2 separate regions of the Zea mays genome follow, and region 2 is linked to region 1. The links are chromatin contacts, called in public Hi-C maps. All regions are on one chromosome and are shown on one strand. The core of a region is the stretch at or near the end of the contact, and the rest is flanking DNA. Distances in the headings are between cores, read along the strand shown. Region 1 holds the start of LOC100193187. Region 2 overlaps LOC100281290 (interferon-related developmental regulator 2).

Evidence for each region. A called contact is a pair of places that touch in the nucleus more often than the background predicts.
Region 2: a Hi-C map of leaf shows a contact between it and region 1, with 4 times the contacts expected there. The contact joins the enhancer-like site here to the promoter of LOC100193187 in region 1. A contact is called at or near these places in 6 of 25 Hi-C or Micro-C datasets (bundle sheath, ear, endosperm and 2 more).

What each region holds. Positions count from the first base shown.
Region 1 is chr1:77,865,696-77,870,112 of Zm-B73-REFERENCE-NAM-5.0, reverse strand. It overlaps LOC100193187, which reads left to right and starts at 1,518. Exons shown (of 2, transcript NM_001138342.1): 1 at 1,518-1,822; 2 at 1,889-2,913. The coding sequence starts at 1,639. The coding sequence ends at 2,694.
Region 2 is chr1:77,963,220-77,967,487 of Zm-B73-REFERENCE-NAM-5.0, reverse strand. It overlaps LOC100281290 (interferon-related developmental regulator 2), which reads left to right. Exons shown (of 13, transcript NM_001154208.1): 5 at 59-174; 6 at 265-375; 7 at 476-588; 8 at 668-980; 9 at 1,057-1,140; 10 at 1,229-1,279; 11 at 1,362-1,433; 12 at 1,585-1,653; 13 at 1,750-2,178. The coding sequence ends at 1,791. Among protein-coding and RNA genes, the nearest start is that of LOC100281290, 11 kb to the left of the region's middle. Within about 2 kb of position 2,042, at least 5 of the 20 cell types and tissues checked have an H3K27ac peak or open chromatin away from gene starts, as enhancers often do. A contact at or near this core is called in ear and leaf, where this site is marked.

The sequences.
Region 1 (4,417 bases), core at 269-2,768:
CGATGCCAAGTTTCCTACACGGCCTGATCTGACGGGTGCAAGGAGTGAATCTGAATCTAGAATTCATTTGGGTTGCGGACGAGCCTGGCTCAATGGTAAGACGCTCGGGTGTAGTGTTACCCTAATATCCTCTCTAGCAGCTTATCTATACATATACTCATATTCAAATTACACTATATAAACAGCGCAATCTGCTATATAAAACAATGCAAAACAGTGTTTGTAGTGACCATATAGGTGCAATGTACAGTAGTCCACCCGTATGGTCACAAAAACACCTTTTGCATATAATATCTTACAATATTTGTCTTAACTCATAAAAATGGCTCCAACCGTTCTTATTTTACATATTTTTTATTAAAAAAATATAAAACACACCATGAAGTGACTCAAATGTATTCCACTTCAAATCAATGTCATATCTTCGTTTTCTATTTCATTCTCAACAATTTCTTTATATTAACTATTGGAACTCAATTTATTTTAGTGCCCTTAACACTTTAAAATGATGTGCTCAATCCGTTTCAATTTATAATTCATTTTATTTTTTACCTCGAGTTTGACCAGCTCGTCGTATTGGAAAAAAAATTATAATTATTATTAGCTTTTAATGTGGTATCGTTTAGCATATAATATATTGTAGATATGTCTTTGAATTTTTCATATTTATAAAAAAACTAAATAAGACAAGGCAGCCAAAATTAGTAAAGAAAAGTGAAACGAATTCTAAATTAGGACAGATGGAGCAATATTTTTAATTTGTAGGACACTATTTTAAAGCATCTTGTTGGAGATGCTAGAAATTAGACAAAAACTAACTTGTTTATACTCAATCCAGTTTTCGAAAGCCAGATTCTTAAAAAAAACTCGAGGGTTCCGTCCTTAGCTTTGGATCTGTTTTTTTCCCCGTAAATTGGACGTGGTCGAGCTGTCGCTGCAGCACAAGGGGCGGAGTGCGTCGCAATCAGCGGGCATTAGGGGCGAGCACGAATCCACGGCACGCTGAGTCAGACGCACCGGGGCTGCCCGACACGCGAATCCACGCACCCGTCTCTGTCCCATCCGCAGCCCCACCCCACGGAAAAGCAAGCAGGCCCATCCAGCCGCAGGCATGCGGGGGCAGCAGAAGCGGCAAACCGCGCGCCCGCCCACGACGCGACGCGACGAGCGGCGGACGGGGCGAACGCGCGGCGCCCCGGAACGCGTGGTGGAACCGTTCCGCACACCCTAGGGCCAGGAGGAGGACGCGATCCGACGGCCCGCGGGTGCCCGACCGGCCGCGGAGACACGGAGCCGCCCCCCGCGCACCCGAGGACCTTGGAACTTCCTCGCACGACACACACACACCCTCACCGCACCGCACCACCTGGCGGGGCCCGCCTCTCTGTCTGACCCCGGTCCAAGCCTCTGGTTACCTAACCTAACCAACCATGGTTGCTCGTGCAGCTCCAGCACTCTCCAGGGGCCTATATATCTCCTTCCCCGGCAGCGAACCAGCCGTTCTCTTCGTTCCGTCTCGCAGTGGTAGCACCGCAGCAGAGAGAAGAGAGATCTTCTAGCCTAGTAGTAGCATCTACTTACTAGTGAGTGAGTAGGAGTACTTGGCTAGGACGGGGGGGCCGTGACGACGGTAGCAGCATGAGCTGCAACGGGTGCCGGGTGCTGCGCAAAGGCTGCAGCGAGGCCTGCGTGCTGCGCCCCTGCCTCCAGTGGATCGACGCCGCCGAGGCGCAGGGCCACGCCACCGTGTTCGTCGCCAAGTTCTTCGGCCGCGCGGGCCTGCTCTCCTTCATCTCCGCTGTCCCGGACGCGCAGCGGCCCGGTACGCTTCCGTCCCGTCCCGTCCCCATGCATGAACTATCACACACCGACCATGATCCCTAGCTAGCTTATTATTGCTTACCAGGCTTACTGTGGTCCATGGCACCTCCTCGCAGCCCTGTTCCAGTCGCTGCTGTACGAGGCGGCGGGGCGGACCATCAACCCGGTGCACGGCGCGGTGGGGCTGCTGGGCACGGGGAACTGGCACCTCTGCCAGGCCGCCGTCGACACCGTGCTGCGGGGCGGCGCCATCGGCCCGCTGCCGGAGCTTGGCGCCGGGACGGGCCACCTGTACGGGCCCCCCGCCGCCACCGACAAGCGCGCCGGCGGCTGGTCCACCTTCTCCACGGCGAAGCGGGCGCGGAAGGCCGCCGCCGGTGCCGGGGCGCCGCCCGCGGCGGAGGCGGCGGCGTACTGCGACCTAGGGCTGTGCCTCAGCAGCAGCCCCGGGTCCCCGCCGGCGACGGCGGACGGGAGGAGGGCCCCCCTCCTGCGGCCCGGCACGCCGTCCATGAGCTCGGACGAGTCCGTCACGACCACGGCCGGCGGCGACAGGGAGCCCGTGCTGCTCAACCTTTTTGCCTGATGAAGCCGCCGGTCGACGACGCAGGCCAAACCAAACCAAACCACACGCGCAGCGGCTCTCTTGATTGGCCGCCGTGTGATGTGATGTTTTGTCTGGACGATCTGTCCCGGCGGCCAGGCGTTTTCTCTCGTCGCCGGCGACGGCAAGGCCGTTTTTCATTCGTTTCTGGCTGCGGCCTTAGATTTTATTTTTGGTTGCGTAGTAGCGGTAGTAGAAAAGAAACTACCAGTAGCAGCCGGAGCCGGCCTCGAAGCCCCGTTTGCGTGTGGGCGAAGATGAGACTATGAGAGCGCCGGTGGCCACCCCACCAAAGTATAACTGTTTTTTCCCCCTGTTCTTTTTTTCCCCTTCTCTCCTTTATTGAACAATTACTATAATATAAATAAAATACTATAGCACCACCACTACATCTGAGCTTCGGTGGGTCGACCGACCGACTGTGTGCGTTTGTGCTTGTACGTATAACTGGTGTGTGTGTGGTTTATTACTGTTGTGATTGACATGATAATTGGCGATGACGTCCCGCGAACAGTGACGTGTGCAGCGGGATGGTGACGATCGGTCTCGATGCGTTCGCGCCGGGGGCAAGAAGGGGAATGGTCTTGGAGCGCTGCACGGCCCCGCGTCTCGCGGGTACGGAGTTGACGAGGGATCAACGCAGAGGCAGCAGCGGGTCGCGCTCGCGCCTCGTCCGCCGCGCCACTCGATCGAGCCTGCCGTGCGCCCGTGCCCTGACGAGAGAGATACCGGACGCGACAGTGGCCGACATGGGTGCTCCAAAGTCCATCGGGGTTTTGTACCCGAGAGTACGAGGACAAAAGCGGGCACGTCGCACAATGCACCCTCATCTCCGTGTCGCCGCGTGACATTCATTGGACGGACGGGAGACGCCGGCCGGCGTGGGGAGGACGGGATTACTCTCCCTAGTCCCTACTCTCACTCGTCTACGTAGGCCTACGTACGTACGGGAAAAATCTGTTTTCAACTCGTATATAGAAGCAGTACCGGAATCTACTTCTTCCATCCAAAAAAAATATAATTAAGTGCATTTATAAATATATATAATTGTTCTAGAATGTAATTGATGTGCTTCGAGAATAGATAAATAAGAAAAAAGACAATTAAAATTAAGTGGTCCTATACTGCTCCCTTCTTTTTTTTTTATTTACCACGTTTTAGTTGAAAATAAATTAGCCGGCGACAAAATAATTGAGAACGGAGTATTACTATATAGATACAAGTGCATTTGTTTTAGAGTTCTAAAATATTGTTCAACTATCCATCTACAACCATCAACGCTGCGGTAGTCGAGTATTTTCTGTCATTACCCAAAGCAAGTTTGACCTACGAGTACTCTTGAAGGTAAATATACGTCTTCATAAAGTCAATGCATCATCGTAGTATTGGAAGCCGGTGACAACGCGGTATCAGACGAGTTCAAGCAACCTTGAGATGAGGCTAAGGCCCTGTTTGGAATCTTAGCATTTTTTACGGTTTTGAAGGAATACTATGGTATTGAATGATACTATGTATAGGAGGCCAAATAAAATATATTTGCTCGTATCGGGTAAAACGCAGTTTCGAATAACATGATCTAGCTAAAATCGTATTATTTTTACAGTTTTGAAAACTTCACTTGAACTTCAGTTTTCAAAGGCTTAGCTGCCTATGATGCGTGCGTTGTACGTGAGATAGTACACGGCCAAACAGTTCTCAGTATTTTTGAAAACTGCTTGCCATGAACAAATGTAAGTCATTGTATTTAAATCAAAACTTTGTTGCGAATCACGCCCTAAAAAAATGCAAGCTACTCTCGTCGCCGTCAAAGGCTCAAAGCCAGATATTCTGGTTGTGGTTTGTTTAGAGCAAGTATGCCATCCCAATGGCTAGGTAACTGCAGATGCGTGGGGACCCAAAAAAAAAGATGAGATAGTTTGGTTCTAGTAAAATCAATGACTCAGGCACGGAACACTATGTAATGGTGAAGTGGAGCAACAATCAAAGTATAAC
Region 2 (4,268 bases), core at 793-3,292, 97 kb before region 1:
CAGCAGAATATGTGATATGCTCATATTGATCATTTTCCCTTCATTTTGTACCTGCAAGGCTTACTGGCAATTACACTAGGTGCTGGAAGTAGTTCGCACGAAATAATGGATGAGTCACATCCACATCTTTTGAGAGTTCTCCAAACTTGGCCTGACGCACAAAAGATGATCTCTGTATGTTGCAATTTTCACTTTTTTTTGTGGTTCTGGTTCTAAGCTTCTAGCAAATTTATCATCTAGTTAAGTTAAACCGAATGATTGTAGGCACTTGATTGCTTAGCAGTTGTCACATTTGTTGGTGCAACTGATCTTGCTGAAACTCAGCTGTCTCTGAAAGCCATCTGGGATGTGATCCATCCAAAATCAGGATCAAATGTAAGGCCGACTGACCTCCATTTTTTTGGTTGTATAGCAATAAGCAGAAAGTATGACATCCAGTTTATTCTAAACTTTATTATTTTGGGTGTGTTTACAGGTCGGCGTAGTCAGAAAACCGAAGCCTCCTTTGTTAGCAGCTGCCGTATCTGCATGGGCATTTCTTTTAACAACTATTGGTTCATCTAGAAGAAATACTGATTCTTGGAAAGAGTTAGTGAAAGATTTCTCAATCACTGTTCTCTGTTATATGTCAATTTGCTCATGAAACTATATGCCCTTCTGCATGTAGGCCAATTACATTTCTCTGTAGCCTTCTAGAAGCAGAGGACCGTGCTGTGCGGATTGCTGCTGGTGAAGCATTAGCTCTGTGTTTTGAGCTAAGAATGTTTGATGTTTCCTCTAGTGACGAAGCTGATGTTGACAGTTACACTGGAGAGGCTGGTGGTTCTAAGCATCAACTTTTCTTGAATATGCAAGCATTGAAGGCCAAACTATCTGGTCTAGTCTATAGTCTATCTATGGAGGCGGGGGGCAGGGGTGCTGACAAGAAAAATCTTAATGATCAGAGAGACCTGTTCCAACGAATCTCAGATTTTATTAAGGTGTAGGTTTATTTAATTCTCTTTCCTTGAATTCTTCTATCTCAGAAAGACCAGAACTGATTTTTTTTTTCTCCAGAGTGGTGAGTGCCCTGAAGAATCACTTAGGATTTCAGGCAAGAATGGCATTTTAAGAGTTACATCATGGCGTGAATCAATACAGGTGTCCGTTTCTTGAATTGATTTTCATTTCCTCAAAATGCTGTGCTCCGAATTTGAAGTTTTTCTGAGATTTGTTGTTCATTTCTTAGTTGAACTATATGAGGCGGTTTCTTGGGCGGGGATTCCTGAAGCATTCACAGGTTATCATAAGCAGAACTTGATATTTCTGTGGAATACTGTATTTTGGTATAATAGTGTTAAAGCTTCTCTTTGTCTGTGCAGGACAACGATTTGCTGCATGAGGTCTTTGACATCAAAATTGATCGTACTGAAAACATGTCAGCCACCGAAAAGGTAACCTTTTCATAGCTATTGGATTGTATTGGGCACATTATATTGTATCATTTCTAAGTTGGTTGGGGAAAAAAAACAGTCACCAGTAAGATAGGCATCAAGACATGGGCATAGCGACAGTTCTCTAAAGAATCTGTTTGCATGCGTTCAGAAAATGTTCAGATCTGGAGAAGAGAAAGGAAGAGCTCTGAAGTTGAATAAAGAGCGTCGTCTAGCTCAGGTGAGCATATGCGTGTTCTATCATAGTTTATGGCGGTGAAATCAGATTACATTGATTGACTCCCAGTTGTATCGTTCTGCACGCCGCCGCGCGCAGGAGAGGAAGCAGCAGAATATCTTGAACGAGCAATATGGATAGAACCTACCCGGAAGACTGGAGTTTTGTACAGTGGAACTGTTACCAGATGGTGAGTGCTGTGTGTGTATGTGACGGTATTGATGCATTTGAGGTGTATTGCTCCGGTGGCGGTACTACAGCGACATGTTTGAAATTGCTCCGAAATACTATTGAGTTTTGTAGAAAGTGCCATGTTCCCTGCACTCCCTAGTGTTTCCTCTGCATGCGCAAAGGAGATCTTGAGTTCAGTTAATCACAATTGTACAGTTCCATAGGGTAGAGATATGAGGTGATTGTGAATAACACAGAGGTCGTCTAGCCTAAGGGCAATAATTGGCGAACTCTTCCTCTAGCCGCAATAATTGGTCTGCAAGAGATTTCGAAATGCGTTCGCTCTCTTTCGTCCTGAACTTTTTATCTTGTCCATTCTCCCTCCGTTTCTTTGGAAACAACAATATTGATTAAATTAGATGAACTGTGCATGGATTTCGAATCACGACCCTAACCCCAACGAGATGGCGGTTGCAATGATGCCCGGCCGGCGTCTGCGGGCTCGGCAATAATAATGCCTCGTGTGCTGAGGATAGGACGTACTTAACGCTCGTGTGCTTCTTCTTGGTCATTGTCGTACGGCACAGGAATCGTATGCTTCCATTCCATCGATCTAGGTGCATCTGCATGCCCCCACGCTGGCAGCTCAGCTGGTGTCAACTGAATAACCTAGCTAGCTAAGGGCAACTTGAAGAGATCAGGTATATGATTTTATAAAGATAAATTTAGTTAATATTTGAAGGAAAGTGTCTCCAATAGACTAAGAGCGTCTCGAAGAGACTATGTATTTTTACTCCCTATTTGACCATTTATTTACCTTTTTATAAAGATTAAACTTTATATATAGCATCTCACTCCACCAGACTCTCCAACAGGTAAGTAAGCTTGGCTAGTCAGAGTGGCTAGCCAAATTTAGCTATAGAGGGGGCTAATTTAGAGAGCTAGATGGCTTGGTGAGTTGGAAGACTAGTCTATTATAGATTTATTTTATTGTTAAGTAGCTAAAATTTAGTTTGATGAGTCATTTAGCTAGTCTCTTGAAGATGTTATAACTCTGTAAATGATTATTCAAATTTAATGGCTCTCTATCCCTCCACATTAACTCTCTATTTTTGAATAGCATGCTTCACTCTCCATTCAGTCCGTAGGTTTACCGAGACTAGTAGATTAGCCTACACTTTTTTTTGTAAAATCTGTTTTAAAGAGCAGCTAAATCTTGTAAGATTTAGATAGCCTTTTTAGCTAATCTTTTAGAGTTGCTCTAATTCTGTTTCCTTTTTCATAGGCAAATCTGGAGCGAGATGCTAACCAGTTACCGCTCTTGCTGCAAGTTTTTATATATATATATATATATATATATATATATATATATATATATATATAAACCTCTTCCAAAATCCAAAATCCATCAACTCTTGTCAGTCGCCAGTTTGTTTGTTTTTTCTTTGGCAAATCTAGACACATAATTCCTAGTTAATTATATGTTCTGCTTGTTATATTAATTTTATTGTTCTCTTTCCTGCCGTAAAAAGGGAAGAGAGAAACTGACTTTTGCTCTTATATGTAATAATAATATAAAGTGCCCCAATGGTAGATCGACAGACGCAAATAGTGCCGATGCCTCCACAATACCTTGACCTTTTCAAATGTCCACCGATTTAAGAAAATGGTGTGCATAGGATTTTCCCTGACCCACTTTCTTGAGCAGAAAGAAAGAATCGCCAATAATCCTCCCTAGTATTATCAGGTTTGAGCTTAGTCTTTAGCCGTTGAAAAATCTCCATCAAGAAAAAGATGGGCACTGCGCTAGCCCAGCAAAGAACCAGTTGATGATGTAGCTCCACATCGAATTCGATAAATTTTACGTTTCCACACCGAAATATACGCACGATGTAGCCAGCGCCATCGAAAACTTGCCGTACCTACGAAGATCTGGCGGTGCATCCAAAAGTTTTTGTATAGTAGGCTTTTATCCGTTTGTTGCAACAGAAGCAAAATAATAATATGATAATAATTAAATACAAATATAGTCATATTATTACATAAACATGCTGTTGAGAACTTGTTCTTAAATGTTATAAGTTAAGAACAAGCCAACACAAATGTTAATGGTTAAAGGCATTCGTCATTCGAAGTATTATCTTCTTTAGTATATAATGATCTTTAGACGAAGGTTATGAAGGACATACCTTCATAATCACAACATGTAATAATAAGGGCAGGGACATATCAAACATGGAAAAGAACATAAACAATAATATTAAATCATTAGACTATTCATATTCTCATTATATAACCATAAACAAACATTAATGATATTGAATTATATTTGTACCTTTGGCTTGGCAGAAGGTGAAAATCCAGGAGTAATGTGCAAGTGAGTCTGAACAGTATGGTGTTACTGTTCATCTATTTATAAGCACATGACGCAGCCTGGGTAAAATTAC